2 separate regions of the Triticum aestivum genome follow, and region 1 is linked to region 2. A link is a contact called in public Hi-C data. All regions are on one chromosome and are shown on one strand. The core of a region is the stretch at or near the end of the contact, and the rest is flanking DNA. Distances in the headings are between cores, read along the strand shown.

What was found. Hi-C and Micro-C count contacts between places; a contact is called where the count stands out from the background.
Region 1: a Hi-C map of an unstated tissue shows a contact between it and region 2, with 4 times the contacts expected there. The contact joins the promoter of LOC123069162 here to the promoter of LOC123069161 in region 2. A contact is called at or near these places in 3 of 5 Hi-C or Micro-C datasets (leaf and an unstated tissue) and 1 of 1 datasets of contacts at active chromatin or transcription factors (leaf).

What each region holds. Positions count from the first base shown.
Region 1 is chr3B:160,223,926-160,229,533 of IWGSC CS RefSeq v2.1, forward strand. It overlaps LOC123069162 (protein IWS1 homolog A), which reads right to left and starts at 2,294. Exons shown (of 9, transcript XM_044491943.1): 1 at 2,047-2,294; 2 at 1,053-1,108; 3 at 845-969; 4 at 382-541. The coding sequence starts at 2,115.
Region 2 is chr3B:160,040,961-160,046,564 of IWGSC CS RefSeq v2.1, forward strand. LOC123069161 reads right to left here and starts at 4,017. Exons shown (of 2, transcript XM_044491941.1): 1 at 3,634-4,017.

The DNA.
Region 1 (5,608 bases), core at 1,044-3,543, 180 kb after region 2:
GGATCTCCCCCTAGATTCTACCAGATTCTTAAACCCGTATTTATTTTTACAATCCTAACTAAATCAGCCAAAAGAACGGGGCCATGTGTTCTTCTCTAACATATCCCACCTGTGTCTCACACATTCCATACTAATAACATTTTATCATGTCAGTAGGGAGGCGATCATGTCTTGGCGCCTATACCTTTCCTCTCACTATAATATATGATGTAACTCGTCCCTTGGGCATTTGAGTAATAAATATTCAGGTGGGAACCCTCCCCCCCCCCCCCAAAGTGATTGTTCAACAAAAACATTTAGTCGTCTTCTCTTACAAACCCTTTGCAAGTATGCCTACACATGGTTTGGGGAGCAAAGCAAAGGGGGTAAAATCAGCAATACCTATTATCTCTCAAACAATTTTCTTCATCAAATGGCTGGTTGAAAAGCTCCTCTGCTTGCACAAATTCAGGATTCCAAAGTACAGCAGTATCTTTTGGAATACATGCCTGGATACTGTAAACCTGAACTGAACAAGAATCCTTAAAGGTTCGCCTTGCTTCTGCATCATACAAAGAAAACTGTTTAGAAGGAAGGATGACTCTTAGAACCAACATATTACTCCCTCCGTTCGGAATTACTTGTCACAAAAATGGATGTATCTACAACTAAAATACATCTAGATACATTCATTTTCTGGACGAGTAATTCCGAACGGAGGGAGTACTAAAGAGTGCGGAGAGGTAAATAATCTATTTTCATTCTGAACTCCAACAAGCATGATCACATTAATCATAAACAGAATGCTGTAACTTGAGGAATTGTGCCCCCCCCCCCCCCTCAAAAAAAAGATTTCCCGCATTACCTTCAAGTTTAGAGCTTGAAGTGAGTTGTACACAATAATTTTGGGGATTGTTCTTTAACCACCCAGACACACTGTAAATAACTTCATGATCAGTCCCGTGTTTGTTGACAAACTCCTGAAGCAACCTGGACAGCAGTAGAGACTAGTCAGATGCAATAATGATGCTATAGTTATGCAGTGGAAATAACAAGAGAAAGTGAATTGTCACCTCTTGGCGTCATTTGATGACACAGAAAAATTCCGGCTTAACCATTTGTACGAAATCTGTTAGAAGTAGCCATGTTGTAAACAATCAGGACGGACTGAACAAGGCAACAATAGTGGTCTAAACGCTCTTATATTTCTTTACAGAGGGAGTACGTGAAAAAAATCTTAAGTGAGAAGACAAAAGAATGAATAATCGTCTGGAGCTTGAGTGGCACACTGTTGTTTAATCACCCTGAAATCTGAATGAACTCATGCTGAAATAATTTTGCCAGTTGTAAACTGAGCACAGCAACGAGGTTAACCCTCCCCACAACCCAGAGAGGACTATAGTAATTTTAGCTAGTCGTCTAGAGAACAGTATCTAGCCTTGTTTGTAGAATCGATACAGAAATTGTGCATCAGTTGAAAAGAAAAATGAACCTAACTAGCACAAACGCACCATAAATTACCACACAATAGAATATTTTCGTTTCTTTTCTTTGAAATTTATCCACATATACAAACGTTGGCGTGGAATGAGACACTAACCTAGGTAGTCATCAAAGGAATCCAGGCTTATTTCTAGATCCATGCAGAAATTGTGCAGGGATAGAAAAGGGAACATTTTAATCATAAAAAGATAATAAAATGCACGGCTTATCACCACAAATAATATTTGTCTGTTTCCTTTTCTTTCTAAAACTCCCCAAATAATCATACGTTGACCCAGAAGTAGCCACTAGACCATTTTATCGGCATCGAAGTCACCAGAAGGGACACCTCACACGATTCGCAACCCTAACTCAAATCATCCGTACCAGCACGGGACAACAAGAACAATACAACCAGCGGAATCCAAGAACTCGCGTCTCCCCTGCTCCTCCGCCCGGAGAAACCCCGCGCAGACAGCAAGACGGAGCGAGATCGAACGGGCGAATCGTCATAGCGGCGACTGAGCCATCAGACAGGGGAGGGGAGGGGAGGGGAGGGGGGGAGGGGGGTGGTCCGATAGTTACCACGCGGAGCTGGTCGGAGAAGAGGGCGTGGATCTGGGGCAGCAGGTCGAGCAGCGCGCCGTCGGCCATCGTCCGGTGGCCTCCGCTCCCGATCCGGAAGGCTTTGGAACCCTGGCTAGGGTTTCGAATTGGGGAGCGGCGGGGGAAGACGAAGGGGGAGTGTGGCGCGGGATTGGATTGGGGCTGAGGGGCGGTTTTCCCGCCTCCCCTGTTTTGTTGGCGCGGCCCGTGCCCGGGTGAGGGTCCAATGGGCAGTACGACGGCGCGCAGTTCACTTGCCGAAAGAAAACCCGCTCGAGTTCGAGCGTTTTTTTTAGGGGTTGTTTGGCCCCAACTTGCTCAACCAAAATTTTGGCATGATCAAAGTAAGGGCATATTTGGCGCCTGTTACAGTGCCCGGAGTCGCTATGTGCTTGTATCTTGCAGGTCCGCTATTTCCCAGATGGCAACCTACTGGAGGCAACACCCCGTGATGGTATCTCATATTCGTGGAGAAGTTTATTGCACGGCTTGCAGTTGTTCAAGGAGGGCTATATTTGGAGGATCGGGGATGGCACACAAGTCAGCATTTGGTCAGATTCATGGTTGCCACGTCCATGGTCGCGGGGGGTGATCACCCCCCGAGGGCCTAACTTGCTGGAAAAGGTGAGTGACCTCATTGATCCAAGCACTGAAAACTGGGACGGGCAGCTTGTGCATGATACTTTTTGGCCCGACGATGTCAAGCACATTTTCCAAATCCCGCTAAGGGAAGGTACCCGGGACTTCATTGCATGGCAATATGACACCAAGGGGATCCACTCCGTCAAGAGCGCCTATAAGCTCCAAGTCCAACTTGAACGTATGAAGCAAGATGGAGGGCTGGGAGGCAGCTCACATGTGGCTGGCAACCTGGACAGTGCTAGTGATGACTCCTGGAAAAGACTATGGAAACTGTCGTGCCCTCCCAACATTCAAATGTTTACCTGGCGCCTCAAGCACGATTCCCTTGCTTTCCGAACCAATGTGGCAAGGAAGGGGATCCGGATCACCGATACTAAGTGCCTGTTTTGTGGTCGAGCTGATGAGGATGGCGCCCACCTGTTCATCAAATGCAAGAATGTGAAGGAGGTCTGGAGAATGCTGGAGACGGAGGAAGAACGAGTTAAGCTGGAACCCATCGGGCCCGTGCATGCAGTGCTAGATTTTCTTTGGGGCCTCGATGTAAAAAAACGGCTACATGTTCTAACCTTCTGGTGGCTCTGGTGGTCAAACCGAAATAAATTGAGGCAGGGTGAGAGGTGCTGGTCTGCAGATACAGTGACCCCGCCGCACGAGGAGTAGTGTGCTGGAGTTCCTTGACATCTTCGGGGAGCAGCCGGACAAACCAGCTCCTGGTAGATGGAGGCCACCAATGCACGCCGAGTACAAAATCAATGTGGACGGATCCCTCGTCCCTAGTCGGAACCATTCAGGCTGGGGGGTGGCTGTTAGAATGAAGGATGGCAATTTGGCCTATGCTCGAGCTGGAGACAGGAGCATATCACAGACGCTTTTGCCGCGGAAATCATAGCTATGGCGCATGCAGTGCACATTGCGGCAGATCTGGGTATCGTCCGGATGGAGTTGGAGACGGACTCCCAACTGGTGGCGGATGCTTTGGAATTGCAAAAGGCCGATTCTTCGGCGTATGCTGATGTCATTGAAGACATAAAATACCACTTGAAGCTTTGGTTTCCCAAATTTTCTATTTTAGTTTGTAGACGTCGCGCAAACTCTGTTGCTCACGAACTTGCCATTGTTGGCCGTGGATGTGATCCTAACCACTTTCTAGAGTGGGAGTCTGATGTACCCGCCCATGTGGGCGCTTGTGTCTTGGGGATTTGCCCAAGAGCAGTTAAGTTATAAAGCTATGGCTTTGCCCTCAAAAAAAAGTAAGGGCATAACCAAAAATTTGGCAAGTTGTTATTGTTTGGATTGTAGCCATTGTACCTCCCAAAAATTCGGCAAGCTCTTGGTTTGCCAATTTGGACTGATCGATGCTTGGTTTGATTTTAATTTAGTTGTAACGTTGAGGCAATAAAAAATAAATATAAAACATTATATTTTAATATGAGAATTTAGTTAACCATAACATTTGAAAAACAAAATTATCAAGAAAAGACCGAAATTCGCATGTAAGAGTAAATATACGGGGACGTCCCATATATTCAAAAAGAGACATTTATACTACTTTTGAACTAAGATGAAGCTCACGGCTGCCTTTACGGAAACTGAAACATTAGTTTGCTTAGAAGACAACCGGTAGCAGTGAAAGGTCGACGGCAGTAACCGATTCAAATAACCACTTCCTAATTGCACGTAAAAAAAATACACATACTACCGTTTATTTCCGCATCTGGTTAATCCGTTGACTGTTTTTTTAATCAATCCGTTGACCGTTTGTTTAACTAACACAACACGGGAACCACAGCTCACCAATTTTTTGGCACCGATTTCTGCGCCCTCCGTGTGCCCATCTGTTGGCAAAAATAACATGGAGTCGTTCCGAACGGGGTGGGCGAGCCAAAATTTCGATGATAGTCCAAACAGCTTCCAACTCTCACGGGAGAGCCAATATTTTGGTAGGGTCGGTGTTGGTGGCAATCCAAATAGCCCCTTATTACTTTCTCCATTTTTATTTACATTGCATACTGTATTAGTTTTATCTTAGATCAAACTTTATAAATGTTGGTTTATAAAAAAATTAACATATGCGATATTCAATATGGACTCAAGATTTCTTTTTTATGAATTGTGAGTTTGCCTATATATTCGACGGGAGAAAATAAATACATATACTCCCTTACGGAAGACAATAAAAGAAAATAAAGATAATTAATTGGACTCAGCTTCATGTGAGTTCTTTGTGTCACTAAGGCCTTATACAATGCTAGGTGCTTAGAAAAATAAACCAGGTTTTCTCAAGCACCAGTGCTTATTTCTACATAAGAGACACCTAATTAAGCGTCTGCCCTGTACAAATAAGCACTGGTGCTTAAGAAAATCTTGATTTATTTCTTCAAACACCTCTTCTAATTAAGCACATTGCATTGTACAAACCCGAAACTAGTGAACCTAAAGCAGAGGTTGTAAGATGTCTTGTTTGGTCATAAGCAAGACACCAATGTATAGAAGAGTCTTTTTCTCTTTAAGGTGTGAGTAATCTGTGTGTGTGTGTGTGTGTGTTTATTGCTCACTCAGTTTGAGCTACTGGAAATGGGGTAGGACAAGAGGAAGAGAGACAAAGGTAGGAGAAGGGGTAGCCGTCGTGTCGTTCGTGATCCACTAGATGAGTCGTTCGTTGCCTTCTCCTAGGTACTTGTAGCAGCAGCAGCCGGGAGCTCCTATTCCTGAAGGAAATATGCCCTAGAGGCAATAATAAAGTTATTATTTATTTCCTTATTTCATGATAAATGTTTATTATTCATGCTAGAATTGTATTGACCGGAAACTTAGTACATGTGCGAACACATAGACAAAACATAGTGTCCCTAGTATGCCTTTACTTGACTAGCTCGTTAATCAAAGATGATTATGTTTC
Region 2 (5,604 bases), core at 2,767-5,266:
CAGCTTTAGTTGCAATGATTCCTACCACTTAGTAGTTAGTACAGCCCCAAACATCTTTGTGTCCACCGCTGTTTCTGTAGTAGGAGTAGGTGATATCACGTGGCTATCTTTTTCTCACCGGGAATTTTATGCCTTTCTGAGACAATGGTGCTCGTACTACTTGCTGGGCCAGAAAACATATGACAACACAAAGGAAGTCAAGAGCACTCAGCACAGACATTCCTAATTGCCCTTTCCTGAATGAACTTGTGCCATATACAGAGTTTATGGGTAAGAAGGTTGCATGCTGGAATGGACGAACGCGCAGGGACTTGGCTGAAACCTGGGCATAAAAAAACTCCCAAATGGTACAAAAAAGATGCGCTAGGCGTTCAGGCTAAGGACTAATCGGCACTGTTATTCCCCAGAAGAGCATCAGAGGTCACGTGCAGCCGCAGAACCATTTCAGACTAAGGGGCTGTTTGGTTCTAGGCCTAGCATTGTCACACTTTGCCACATATTTTGGCCAAGCTTACCTAAGGTTAGTTCATCAAAATGAAAGCCACAAGTTGGCATCTTGGCATCCAAGGTGAGAACGGATAAACCATGGCTAATTTGATGGTAGTGGCAGAGATGTAATGCAGCTAATTATATATAGGCGCCACTTAGGCTAATGACGACGCCTCGGCCACCTCTCTCTCCCCTTGTTGACCGTATGATACCGCCGCACATGCAGGGGGGAGGATTCTAATGGTACGCCGCGCCAACGTCAAATCGCGTCGGATTAAGGTATTTGGTTATCTGCAATTGGGCCGCAGGGAATAGATTCTGACGAACCAAATACGTCCGTCCACCAGCAATGCCGATGGTACTACCACTAAAGGTATACTAATGCTACCACCGTCCGTATATTCTGTAATTGTCAGATTCGATGGGTGGTATTCTTTCTTCCTGGCGCGTCGATTGCTGTTGGTGGTAGAATCTTACGGCATGCGTGGTGCAAGAAACCTTAATCTTACAGCGGTGATAACATAAACTTCTGGGCGAGGAGGACTCAACAGTGGGTCGGTGATAATCATATCGTTGGTGAGATGCAGGGATGTACTGGTACGAATTTTCCACTTGTCGTAGACGTGTAGCTGAAGGTGAGTGCGTAGGTGCCACACGCACACACACACGCCGAATGCGACTAATGACGGAAATTATCTGTCGCTATTGGCTTTGACTAATCGAACAGGGACTAGTCATGGTTGCGTTATTGCCGGGTGCAGTGCGATATCCATCTTAGAGCATCTTCAACAGTCGCCCCAAACGACGCGCGCGGGAAGCGTTTGCGCGCGCGCGCGAAAAGGCCAGCTCACGCGCAAGATTTGGCGCGCCGCTTCGCGCGCGCCTATAAAAGCTGCGCGTGCCACGCGCCTTCTCCACACACATCTCTTCCCCTCTCCCTCTCCCTTTCTGCCACGCGCCGCTCCAGCGCTTCGCCACCGCCGCGCCGCCATGCCGCTGCGCCGCCGAGGAGCGTCCGGCCACCGCGGCGTCCGCCTGCGGCCCAACGGCAGCTACACCACGGAGATACGCTCCGGCGAACTCCGGCTCGCCCTCGGCACGTACGGGACGGCGCAACAGGCTGCCCGCGCGTACGACGCGGCGGCGTGGCGCCTAGGCCGGCCGCGCGGCCAGATGAACTTCCAAGATGTGTACACCCTCGAGCAAGCGCTCAACCTCGCCCCTCTGCCTCGTCTGAACACGGAGGAAGACCGTGCGGAGCACGCCGAGCGGCAACGCCGCCTCCTCGTCGCCCAGGAGGACGAGAGGGTCATGGCGGACTGGCGCCAGCGCCACCCGGAGGACGTCGCCTACGAGCAAGCCTACTGGGCAAGGCGCCGCGAGGAAGACACGCAAAGGTGCCGCGCGTCGCGGTTGGACAAGCGTCGGCGGAAGGCGTTGGCGAATGCGCAGTCCGACCTCGTTGCAGCAGGTGGGCGGTCGTTCTTCACGCCGAACGATGAGCGGTGGCTGGACATCTGGCTATCTACCTCGGACGACACCGCCGAGGATGATAGTGGTGATGATGATAGCGACTTAGAGTAGTTTTTTTTTGTTAATGCAATTTATGTTTATCGTTTGTCGTTTTTATTTTATGCAATCTATGTTTCGGATGTAAAATACCTTTGTATCGTTTAATCTATGCAATCTATCTAGTTTTTTAAAAAAATTCAACTTTTAAAAATGCATACATTTTTAGTCGCACGCGTTGCATTTTAGCGCGCTGCATTTCAGCGCGGCTGCTGGAGCCAGCGCAGCGCTGCATTTTAGCGCGCTGCATTTCAACAGGTTTTTTGCGCGCGGCGCTTTAGCGCAGCTGTTGGAGATGCTCTTAGGGCAACAACGGAAAGGAGACGCAAAACTGGAATTGTGGGAGGAAAGTGCGAAGAAGTATTTGGTACCTCTAGCAGCACTTTGAGAAATTTACTGTGTAGTGGCGCCAGTGTACTGCACCCTGCAACTACAAGCAAGGCTGCAACGGCTTTCGCTTACAAATAGTCACGGGTACACCGCTGCCGCCCGTTAACCATGGCTTCACGCTTTCACTGTTCAAGTATTCCTACTCCTGCCTCGACACACAAAAGTACTTCTACTCCACAACCCTATACGTATGGTAGTGGAGTACGTGCTAGTCCATGCACAGTAACTCTACCGACAGTACAGTTCACGTGTCCGACCCTCAGGTAAATCTCTCATGATGATGGTAAGTGAGTGGTAACATCACATCACCTGGCACGGCTGGCAGGTGGGCCGCGGCCGGTGGCGCCGCGGCTGGCAGGTGGGCCACGCATGAACAGCGGTAGTAGTGTACAGTAGAGCCGCTGAAGTCAACAACAGCGTAGCTAATACTCGTACTGGACAAGTACTTAGCTCACGCTCTACGGCAGGAGACAAAGGTCGGTGTGCGCCGTGGTCCACCGGCCCGGCCCGTGTGCGTGGCCGTAGACGTGGTGGACAGTGCGCAGAATGCAAGGACCAATCGTGCACTCACAAAAGAAAAGGTCTATCTCACGCCCTAGCACCCATTTACGAGCGCATTCAAAGCGCGCTAAATTACGACGCGACGGGGTTGAACGCTGCGTTCCTGATGGACGGCTGGTGATTTTTTGGCGCGGTCTGTCTCGTCCGCCGAGAGTTTTGCTCCGGTGGGCAATGGCGTGCGTGTGGTTGATTTGTCACGGGGACTTTTGCGGTACTACGAGCTTAGGAACGTCGCTATCCTCTTCGTACTTCAGAAATCAACCACGTGTTTTTGCCAGAAAAAATTAACATGGGGCGCGTCAGCAAACACACTTGTAGGACTAGTACTAGTAAACTAGTGGGGAGGAAAACTACAAGGAGCGCTGCGCTGTTTTTGGTTTTTCCTTGGCCCAAAGGCCAAATTTCTTCCCCCTCGCACAAAAAATTTCAAACAAAGAAGATGACCTCGCATATCATGCCAGGACAAAACAAAAAACAATTGATAAGCACCTGACGAATTCGAGACTGGGAAACCTATGTTAAGTTTTTCGAGACCAAAATGATCTTTGCTACTACTCCTAGAAGAAACGGCAGCGGAGGAACCACGCGATTGATTGAATCGTAGAGGAAGGGAAGAGAACTCACCAGATGACGATGAAGCAAGCGGGCGACGGAGGCGCAGATTATCTCCCGTTGGTGAGAAAAGAGGAACCAATCTTGCGAACCACTCGCCCCTCCCCGCACGCCGCACCCCTTCTTCCTCCCCGGTTCCCTCGGTCTCTTGTCTCGGACTCAAACAAGGGGCTGGCAGTCAGGAAACTCGTGAAGTCGTGGTCGGCGCAGGCAAGCTCGTGCTCGTGCTCGTCCCCCACGACACCGACCTGTCGCCGCCTCGTCTCGTCCGGGGCAGAGGCCACGGGATGGAGGGGCACGGGCGGCACCGGGCAGGGAGACGACGACGCGCTATTGTGTTGGGATTGGGAGGCGACGATAAGAGAAAAACTGGAGTGGTAGGATTTCCTTCCAAACCCCGTCATTGATCACCTGGGGCGTATTTATTCGGATTCAATGCGCGCAGGTGCTTTGCCCGTAATGCCCTCCCGCCCGGCCCGGCGCGCGCGACACGTGGCAGGTCGGCGGTGAGGTAGGAGCTAGGAAGGTCGGATCAAAATTGCGGTGCGGTTCAGCGCGATTTTGTTTGTTGCTCCTCTTCGCTGCTGCCGGATGTGATTCGCCACCGGATCAAGGATAATTCGAATCTAAATTATACTATTATGTGCTGAAGTAGGAGTATATCTGATTCGTCACTGATTGCATGAACTGCAGGACAGCTTCTATGATGTGTCGCTTGGGAGACGATGAAATGTAGGTGTCGTCTGGTCACTGGTGTGGTGCTGTTCCCTGCATCAACACATGGTGTTTATTCAAATGAAGAAATACTCCTATATTCTACTGCTACTGATTTGCTTCGGACACAAGCATCGACTAATCAAACGACCATGCATGTTGGGTACTAGACCAAACGGACAATTTGGACCATAGTTGTTGAGCCCTTCATTTTTCTGGATGAGTGCATCTCTCTCTGCTAACCTCAATACAGGGCTTTCATCATGTTTTATAACGGTAGAGCTATATGAGAATCCATAATCTATCATGATTAATTAACTGCTAGTCCCACCTATCCTCCCTACAGAGCAGCTAGGGTTTCTCTACTCTCACGCAACTGCGTCGTCATTGAGTTTTCCCCGTCCTTGGCTGCCCGCGGCTAGGTTTTCTCTTGCTTCGTCGAGCAACATGGAGTCCTTGTCCTCATGACTCCGACTCTGGGTCGAGGGTTCCCCGTCAAGGGATTGTTACTGCTTCCCAAGCCCTAGACCAGGGGCGAAGCCAGGTAAAGTTTTCAATGGGGTCATCTTCATATATTGCATGTGTTCAACCCCAGATACACTTTGATTACCATCGATTTCGGTAAAGCTTTAACATAAATCCATTTGGGGCACTTGATCCCATTCCCATAGTGCTAGCTCTGCCCTGCCCTAGACGGATGACGTCGCCGTCGGATGCTCAATCCGTGATAAGCGATAGCGCAAGAAGTGCTGCAAAAGTTGATTTGGGAGAATTCTCCGGTCAGGAGGAATTGAACAATGAAGTTTTTGATGATGCTGATATTGGCGACGAAGATCCGGCCGGAAAGAGACCACGTAGTGGCTAGTCCTCGCTAGGGTTCATACAGACAAACCCTTCAGCCAAGGTGCTTTCTGCCAGGATGTGTGTGCAGCGTGGAACCCTGCGCAAGAGGTCCGCTTTTGATCAGTCGTTGCCAACCTGTTCATCATCTAGGCTTCTTGCCTCGTCGACTGGGATGGAGCAAAGACCTTGGTTATTTTGGAATTGGGTTGTGCTGTTAGGCTTGACGGGTTAGGCATGGTTGAGGACGTGTGTATTGTGTACATGTCGACCCGGGTACAAATTCATAAGCTTCGTGAGAGTTACTGCAACAACAAGCTAGTTGAAATGGTGTTAAAGATTGTTGGGAAGATCGTTGAGATGAATTTGAACGCAACACAAGACATGACTACGTTAAGAATCCGTGTTCACCATGACGTGAGAGAATCG